2 separate regions of the Bicyclus anynana genome follow, and region 1 is linked to region 2. A link is a contact called in public Hi-C data. All regions are on one chromosome and are shown on one strand. The core of a region is the stretch at or near the end of the contact, and the rest is flanking DNA. Distances in the headings are between cores, read along the strand shown. Region 1 holds the start of LOC112057661. Region 2 overlaps LOC112045032 (ankyrin repeat domain-containing protein 13D).

What was found. A called contact is a pair of places that touch in the nucleus more often than the background predicts.
Region 1: a contact with region 2 is called in a Hi-C map of whole larva, with 7 times the contacts expected there. The contact joins the promoter of LOC112057661 here to the enhancer-like site in region 2. A contact is called at or near these places in 2 of 2 Hi-C or Micro-C datasets (whole body and whole larva).

The regions. Positions count from the first base shown.
Region 1 is chr14:15,809,452-15,814,398 of ilBicAnyn1.1, forward strand. LOC112057661 reads right to left here and starts at 2,934. Exons shown (of 2, transcript XM_052885390.1): 1 at 1-2,934. The coding sequence starts at 1,710. LOC112057659 (phosphatidylinositol-glycan biosynthesis class X protein) reads right to left here. Exons shown (of 5, transcript XM_052885391.1): 4 at 4,921-4,947; 5 at 3,765-3,934. The coding sequence ends at 3,770.
Region 2 is chr14:15,698,712-15,703,579 of ilBicAnyn1.1, forward strand. It overlaps LOC112045032 (ankyrin repeat domain-containing protein 13D), which reads left to right. Exons shown (of 12, transcript XM_052885388.1): 12 at 1-3,854. Among protein-coding and RNA genes, the nearest start is that of LOC112045032, 14 kb to the left of the region's middle. Within about 2 kb of position 3,055, at least 8 of the 8 cell types and tissues checked have open chromatin away from gene starts, as enhancers often do.

The DNA of each region.
Region 1 (4,947 bases), core at 1,684-4,183, 110 kb after region 2:
CTCGTCGGTAGTTTTTTCAACTTCCTCCTCGTTGGTTTCTTCTATGTTTTGTTCGTCGTCTGCTTTTGTACATAGTTCTTCACAAGTTTGTAAACACTCACCGCTGGTGACATCGTCAGAGGTTTGGATGGGTGTATCAGCTTCACTTTGATCGGGCAACGCTTCCGGCTCAAGCTCGTGATAAGTTTTATTTTCAGAATCAGCGTCCAGAGAGTCAGGTACGCGTTCCGTGCACATGCCGTGCACGTTGTCAATGTCAGGATCTAGCGTTTTCTCAGCGCTCTCGGCGTCGTATTCCATTTGATCCAAGTCATTCATATCCTGCAACTCATTAGCTGCAGCAGTCAACGATTCCATCGGACACTGGGACGCGTCTTCCGGCGCGAACACTTCCTCGGACATGTACGACTGCTCGACTTGCGCGTGGCTCGCCTGCGACAGGTGGTCTCCTATGTGGTGCAGGTGCAGCAGGCCCTGCGCCGCGGTGATGCTGCTCTGTCCGGGTGATTCGAGAGTCTGCTCCAGTCGGTTCATGATTTCCGAAACGGGGGCGTCGCTCAGGAGCATGTCGTCCTCGACGCCGTACTCGCCGGTTCCGTGCACGAGGTGCGACAGCTTGTCCAGAGCCTGGTCTACCAGGATCTGATTATCTTCACAACCTTTCTCCACCAGGGACTCGAGCAACTCCTCGTCGTGGGGCCCGCCGAGCTCCGGCAGGTAGTGCGCCTCGCTGATCGTCTCGAAGAGATCCTTGTGCGCGCCCAGCTCGTCGGACGGCTCGGGCTCGCCCAGCTCGAACGACATGACGTCGCGCGCGACCTGCTCGGCCGGCAGGAACGAGTAGGCCGCGCCGTCCAGCTGCTGGTTGAACTCCAGCTCGGCCACGGCCAGCAGGTTGTCGAGCGGTGTGGGCTCGGGCGGCGCGCGCGGCACGGCGATCGTGTGCGACGGGATGTGCGACTCCAGGTCGGGCTGCCACAGCGCGGGCTCGGGCGCGCGCGCGCGGCGGCGCGAGCGGGCGCAGCGGCGGCGCCGGCGACGCTCGCGGGGGGCGCGCGCGGGCGGCGGGGGCACGCGGATCGCGTTGTAGATCTCGGTGCGCGGGATGACGCGCCAGCCGCTGGCGGTGCGCGCTAGGCGCAGGCGGTTGCGCGCGTCGTAGTCCTCGCAGCGGACCTCCTGCACGGTGCCGTCGAGCTGGCGCGCCCACAGGAACACGGGCCGCAGGCGCGGGCGCGGGGGCTCGGGCGGCGCGGGCGCGGCGCTGCGCGCGCGGCGCCGGGCGCGGGCGGAGGGGGCGCGGGGCGGGGGTGCGCTGCGGCCGCGCGCGGCATCGAGGCGGGCGGCGCGAGGCTCGCCGCCGCCGCCGAGCGCTCGCGGAGACACTCCGGCCGCCGCACGACACTCTCGGGCGACGACCACGCGAACGCGGCCCCGAGGCGGACTGGCGGCCGCGCTCGCCCCGCCCCCGCGCCCCCCGCGCGCGCCGCGCCCCGCCCAGCATCGATCGGCCGCCGCCTGCACGCCCTGCACCCGCCGCACGTAAACACCCGCCCGCCCCGCGCGCGCCGCCGCCTGCGTGCCCTCGTTAATCTTAAATCCATATCTGTGCGCCGCGGCGCTGCCCGGGGCGAGCGGCCCGGGCGAGCGGGAGCTGGCCCGCCCGGCTCGTCGCCGGCTCGGAGCGGGTGCTCGCCGCTTCGGGCTCATGTGGGGCTCATGTTAGTGAAACACGCAGAGGACGCACCGAGCGAGCTACACGCTCATCGGGCCACTCGGCCGAGCGCGCGGCGAGTCGTCGGCCGGAACCGCAGCCGGGGGTCATTACGGCCGGTAACGATCTCTAATCCGAGGGCATCGGACCCCCGTCTGCACTTTGCGGTCGAGCGACAATTTCACAGAGCGCACAATAATTGCCTATAGATATAGTCCGCGGAATTCCGCTTGCTATTTAAATACCTAACTGTTAGCTATGCACAAGTTCAATTACTCGCAAAGTAGTTTTGTATTTTAAAATAACCGATTTATTTTTAAACCTTTACTATTACACGGGTCCCGATTTCCTGTAGGTATTTTTAAAAATCTAGGAAATGACATTATCTGTGCTTAATTAATAATAATAGATGGCGCTGTTTTAGATACTTGCCCTGATGCATCGTGCATCGCCACCTCTCACCACACGTAGTAGTTCGAGCCTTTTCATGCAGATGGCGGTAACTCGCGATAGCAAGCAAACTTTAATGTTATTGTTTTCATTAACTATACTAATATTATAAATGCGAAAGTAAGTCTGTCTGTTACCTTTTCACGGCTAAACGGCTGAACCGATCAAGATGAACTTTGGTATAATGATAAATGAGACTTTGGAGGTAATTATAGGCTACTTTTGGACCCTAAAATAAAAAGGGGGTGAAATAGGGGTTAAAAGTTTTAGAGTTTTAAAAATTTGTTCAGAAATCATAAAAAAACACGAAATCTAATGTGTTTCAAGAATTTTTAAAATTCAACTCTTAAAGTAAAGGTGAAGTAGGGCTGAAAGTTAACATTGATTTTCACGCGGACGAAGTCGCGGGCGTCTGCTAGTTTTAAATAATTTATAGTGGTGATCTATTTAATTTTTTTTAATTCGTAATATTGAATTTCGATAGAAATATGAAGGACAACAATATCAGCTGTTTTGCAAATTTGCCTGAAACTTATAACATAGCAATTATCACTGGTGAATATTGTATTTACATAATGTAAAACACCCCATACAAAATGGCACGAAATAATGACGTCGTCGCTGAAAGACTAGCGAATAATTGATTTATTTTGCTACTCTGTGACTTCGTATAGGTATATTAAAATGAATCCATATATCTCTTAGTCACGCCATCACTCATAAAAAGCTGGACCGATTTCACGATTTTTTTTTTGTGTTTATGTCAGAAGGTTCCTATGACAGAAAAAATTTGAAAATTGCGCGGAAAATTAGAAAAAGGGGTAGGGGTAGTTGAAAGTTAACATCGAATTTCACGCTGACGAAGTCGCGGGCGTCCGCTAGTTAATTTATAAAAAAACTTCGTCTTCATCCGCGTGGAATTTAGTTTTTCACAAATCATGATGATGAGCCATGAAAACCATGGATTTTCCCGGGATAAAAAGTAGCCTATGTGTTAATCCAGGCTATAATATATCTTAACACCTAATTCGGTTCAGTACTCGAGGCGTGAAAGGGTAACAAACATTCATATCATCAATTTTTGCAAATCTCGGGAAACCATGGATTTTTCGGGATAAAAAGTAGCCTATGTGTCAATCCAGAGTAAAATCTATTTCCATTCCAAATTTCTGCCAAATCAGTAGTAGCGGCGTTAAAGAGTAACAAACATCCATACAAACTTTCGCGTTTATAATATTAGTAGGATTATAGGGTTAAATGAGCCGTGATAGCCCAGTGGATATGACCTCTGCCCCCGATTCCGGAGGGTGTGGGTTCGAATCCGGTCCGGGGTATGCACCTCCAACTTTTCAGTTGTGTGCATTTTAAGAAATTAAATATCACGTGTCTCAATCGGTGAAGGAAAACATCGTGAGGAAACCTGCATACCAGAGAATTTCTTAATTCTCTGCGTGTGTGAAGTCTGCCAATCCGCATTAGGCCAGCGTGGTGGACTATTGGCCTAACCCCTCTCATTCTGAGAGGAGCTCAGCAGTGAGCCGAATATGGGTTGATAACGACGAGGGTTAAATAGGGGGTAATTAAAATAAAAGCCGGCAAATATTTTCATGAAATCTTTTTATTATTCCTGTGTGCGAGTGAGTGGTACCGTCGCAGGGTGTTGAGGAGGTAGAGCGAGCCCAGCGCTATCACCAGCGCGGTGCCGCCCGCCACCAGCGCGTAGTGCTCCGTGTCGCCCACCGGCACGTGCCAGGACAGGGGCGCCGTCACCTGCCACCGGACCACCGATCAGTGGCGTGAACAAGGCTTTTAACTAGGCACTTAACGTACAAGCTGTGCTGCATACTTTTTTTTTGTATGTGGCAAAATACTAAGTTGGAACCTTATTCCACACATTGCAGGGCATTCTTTTTTTATTGCCTAACTGTTTGTGTGGGCAGCTTAACTATAGAATAATTTAGTATTTAATAACGTAATATGTGGCATTACTCAAAAATATAAAAATAAAAATCTTTCTGTCTTTCTTTTAGATAATAATATAAAATTCTTTATCCAATACAGGTTAGTAATGAGCGGCTGTTTAAGTATTGCGTAAGCAGGTTTGTTACACTTATTTACCCCTCCACCTCCCTTGTCAGCAAAAGTACCTACTTTCTTTCTTTTGCTGACAAGTTTCGCGTTCCGGTACGATGCCGTGTAGAAACCGAAAGGTGTGTGGATTTTCATCCTCGTCCTAACAAGTTAGCCCGCTTCCATTATAGATTGCGTCGTCACTTACCATCAGGTGAGATTGTAATAAACAAGGGCTAATTTGTAAGCATCATCATCCTTGTCCTTGATCCACTAAGATAGAACGAGAGATTGCAATAGGCCGACATATTTAATTTTACCTGGAATGGAACCCACAACCGATGCAGAGGATGCAGAAAGCGAGGTTCCTACCCACTGCGTCACACGGCAGTAAAAGTCAAAATCCATTTATTTCAATTAGACATTTTCGAATCGTCAGGAAATATTATTAGATAATGGTAATAATAATTTGTTGAAAACTTTAAATTACAAGTTATGAGGGTTCCAAAGCCTTCTTTCGAGAAGATCCCACAACAAACTCAGCCAAGGAATACATCATTATAACATTAAAACCCTTTGAGCCCACCAACCCGCATTGAAGCAGAGTGGTGAGTCCAAGTTCCATATCCCCTCTCCTATAAAGTCATGTAATGGGTCATTAAAAGGCTGGTGGTGATGCTACATACCATAATGATGGGTATTTCTTTCCATGT
Region 2 (4,868 bases), core at 1,805-4,304:
TTACGAAATGACAATGAGCGCCATTTAATTAATTAATTTTGCCTTTGCATTAATGCCGCGTCTACGGGACTAGTTTCGTGGCGCGAAGTATAGAATGAATTTACTGTCAAAAGTATCCGATGACATATTAATTAATTAATAAATAATGAAAGCAGCTTATTTTCCCTGTTGCCCAATAATATTTTTATTAATGGATTAATATAGTAAAAAGTACAAAGATTTTTAGTACATTTTTCATTTCAGTATTGTTTTGAAGAGTGGCATTGACAGTGGGATCTTCTTTGACAAAACCTATCATATAGTTATAATTTATTTGAGTCACATTTGCTCGTAAAGCATCTCTTTTCAATTTCAATATTGTAATGTATCTCATTACGCACATGTCCTGTAATGTAATATAAAACCTTTACTATTCGCTTATAAACAAACGGTACTTTTTAAATCTTAGCAAAGAGTTTTTATGTTAGAAAAGTTCTCAACATTTTATGAATAAAATTAACTTTGTGAGACAAAATATAATAAACAAACATTTAATTCTATCATTTTAATAATTTTGACAATAAATGACAATCACTTATCTGTAACAGAATCACAAAAAAATTAATTTACTTTATTAGTAATACTGGCTATTTTTGGTGCATTTGCCTAACGCACGCACTTTGATAAATATGCAAAAATGACATCTTATGGTAAACAGGCAAAGATGCAAATTCATTTTCAGAAAGTGTGTTCAAAGTGTGCTTACTCCCAAGTGTGTATAAATGGCGTCGTATGACATTCGTGCGCTTTGATAATTACAGCCTCTGTTTCCTTACTATAGCAATATCTCGGCTGTAATTTTCAACTTACCGCATTTATATCAGAATGTACTATTACATACACTTTACTTTTACACTAGAGAGGAAAATAAAGTAAGACACAAAATTAAATTAAAGTTTATTCTTACGCGATCGAATACGTACAAACCGTACCATCGAATATTTGTCTATTCCATAGTTATAACTGTATCTCTATAGTCTATACTGTAGACTATATGCTCTATGTATGTATACTCTATGGCATATTCAAAAGTATCATCAAAGTACATCGCAATATATCTGTTTTCGTCAACAACAATTTAACACATAAAGTATTAATACAATTTTGTATGTAGCCTTACAATAATATTTATTTGTTTCTATAAAGTTTAAGCTTATAGTTTTTCTTTACGAGTGAGAATGAACATAATACATAATGTTAATACGGTGCATTTTTGTATGTGCATAATAATATTGTCCAGAATTATTTGTTGTATTTATAAATATAAACAAATTATAAATAATATAATGAAATCTATTTTATTAAAAGTCTAGTGAGTATTATTCGTGTGTAAAAATTGATACACAAAATATAATGTATTTCAGTTACATAGATTTCAATATTTCAATTAATGAATTATTATTTATTTTCAATATCCAATAGTAATGTTGGTTTTTATTTTTTATTTAAATTATTGTGTGCTATTGTAATTCTAGTTTAATTTACTGAATGAAATAATTTACATTAATTTTTTTTCGTTTTAAAATTTTATAGTGATAATAAGGCCTTTTATTAAGTCCTAGTATTAAGATATATTTATATACATTTCTATTTTACATAATATAGGCAATTGAAGCCTGCAATTTCTTAAGCAATGTTAGTAATAATATTTAAGTCTATTCCAAATTATATTTGTAATTTAATAATTTAATACTGCCCCACACCCTACTTTACATAAGTATTATTATAATATAATTATATTATGTAAAATAATATAAAAAATAACCTGTGCCAAATATCAAAAGAAATAGACAGAAGTTTGACAGAGTTAATAATTAATTATTTATTATTTTTTTTTGCATTTTAATCAGTTCAACATTGTAGAGCATGAATTAGAAGAGAATTCTATAGAAACAAAAGTGATTTATTCTCTATAATAGGCTAGTTGACACTTTTTTAAATGGTCTTAAATTGTTCATTATTGTTCTTCTAGATTGAGGCGTGATTACATGAAAATTTGAATTTTTAAATATTTTTTTGACAATACGAGCCAAAACACCTGTCAGCCATGATGGTCTATATTTCAACTGTTTCATGACGTCACTATAGCCAATCCCAATAATATTTTTGTCAAACGGACCGTATTTAGATTGACGTTTAGTATATCAAGTAAAACTGTGACGTCACAAGATGGATGACAGCGTTTTCGACGTTTGGAAAATTTAAAAATATACGAGTGCATGATTTTTTAATTAAGTTTTATAAGAAATCCTTAACTTTTATTGATTAATATCGACATATTTTGGACCCTTATTACTGATGTACACGAAATTAACATTGCTTATATAAAATTTGATATGAGTCAACTACCCTATTGTTTGCAACATTGCTTCTACAACAACAAAACCCTTGTTTTTGTTTTTTTTTTGGGTTTTAAATTTATTTTTACTGGTATTTCATCACATTAACGAGCAGCTAGTGTTATTGGCCAGGTTATTGTAATTAAAATAATGTAAAGTCATTGAATTAAAGTGACAATTCATGCAATTATTATCTATTTATACCTTTTCGAGCCAAATTAGGAGACGAATGTTTACTAACAAAGCGTTGCCTGGCAACCGCTTGGCATATAATATCCGATAACCTTTCATTATTTACTTTAATTTCAAAATTGAATCGTAATTTGTAAACATATCTTTTGATTTACTAATTTGATATATTTACAAATTCCTTATGATTAGAATTGTATACCAACGAAGATTTTTTAAATGCTTACTTGTGGCAATTTATAAAGTATTTTATTGGACTATATAATAATAACAGATATAAATAAAAGCAATCTTGATGAAGTAGATAGTAATGAATTCAATTATTTCCTGTTGATAATTTTGACATTAGTTTTGATTTTAATATATAAGGGGAGTTCCATACTGTGATTACTGATTGTATTGTTTTGTGAAACTGATCTGACTGTAACACTGCCATCTGTCTGCAGTTTATGACATTTCAAAACAGCGCCATCTTGTGACGCGTCGGTTACAACTTTCGCTTTCTGCGTATTTCGGTAGGTGGCGCTAGGCGGTCATAAGCTTTGTAATACTGAAGTTTTAAAATAATTTAATTATTGAACAAAACGAATCGCTTTCAGCCGTCTATTTATGAACTAATTGATACATTTCATTCATTGACCTCTTATAATTAAAGGACGCACAATCATGTAGAAAATTTCATTTAAAAACTGGCCAATTTTGCTTTGACTGTTTTAGAATTATTGGTAAAGAAAATTATGCCTAAAGGCATTTAAATATAGTTCAACATTCAATAAAATCAAAAATTCAGAACAAATTCAATTTTAAGGATTGAGTTTAAGGTTGAATTTGCAAATGCGACTACTTGAATTGAGTGCCAAGAAGTTGTGTTTAGCACTCATTGAGTTGGGGCGTTTTTTGGTCGCTGATTGTGCATCTACTTTTTAATAGGAGATGATAATGTTAATCCCATCCGTCAGAAATTTTCAAAAACTTTTATTGGGCGAATGATGGTCCTTTACAATTTATTGCAGTCAGTGAGACAGTCAGACATTGATTAGATTTATTATTTACACTATACTCTACAAGGTATTCTCATTTATTTATTTTTAATCATTGTCGAGTATAGTGCGAGAGTCAACGGATCAAATAAGAATGTTTGCAGAACAGACGTACCAAAGTGCAGTGTTGCTATACATATTGTAATGTGTTCCAATCCAAGTATTCCTATTCCAATAGCGTCTAATAAATGTGTACAACTCGTGGAATTGTGTAATGATGAAATATATTTCTGTATATTGAATTTTTTATTTGTGGTTTTATTTACTATTCTGTACCTTAAATTCATATATTAATGAGGTATAGTTTATGAGATCGCGCCAAATTTCCTGTTTGCTCTAAAGATACGACTCCCTGAACTGCATATTATAAGTAACTAGCGATTTCCGCGACTTCGTCCGCGTGAAATTTAATTTTTCACAAAACACTCGGGAACCGTGGAATTTTCCGAAAATGCCTATGCGTTAATCCAGTAAAATCTATTTTCATTCTTCAAATTTTAGCCAAATCGGTTCAGTAATTGCGGCGATGTAACAAACATCCTTACAAATTTTCGCGTTTATCAGGATATCAAGCAGGTTGCAAGGAGCTGCTATATGTTGTGCTTGGAGATCCATCCAAGAGGCCTGTGTCCAGCAGTGGACGTCTATCGGCTGATTAGGTAAGGTAAGGTATATTTATTACTCCTGCAGTATATACGCAGACCCTAAATATACTTAGTACAATAATATATATTATACAGTACAGTCGGCAACCCTTTGTTACAGCCCAGTGCCTCGGAGAGCATGTTAAGACATCGGTGACGGTCATTATACACCTATGGCCTAATTCACTATTTTGGTCTTTATTATCAACTTATTGAAGTGGACAACAAAGTGTCCTCTACATATTATATGATATACACCGTAAGTACCGGATGACATTTGTAATTTGTATCATAGTATGTGGATGACATTTTGTCAATTGATTTGTTTTTTATTTTGATGGGTTGATAATAAAAACCAAAATAGGAAATAGCCAGCCAGCCAGCTGATGTGATCGTTTATCATCAGCCATCATACATCCACTGCTGGACAAAGGTCTCCTTTAAGTAGCGCCAGCTCGCTCTATTTTTGGCTTTTTACATCCAATTGCCGATAGCCACTTTCCGGAGGTCGGTTATTTTCGCTCTTTGGCGTTTTCGTTCTGGGTTTTATCACTCACAAAAACTCCTAGCTTAGCTCTCCATAGCACGCTAAGTAACTGAACGAATCGTTACAGAAT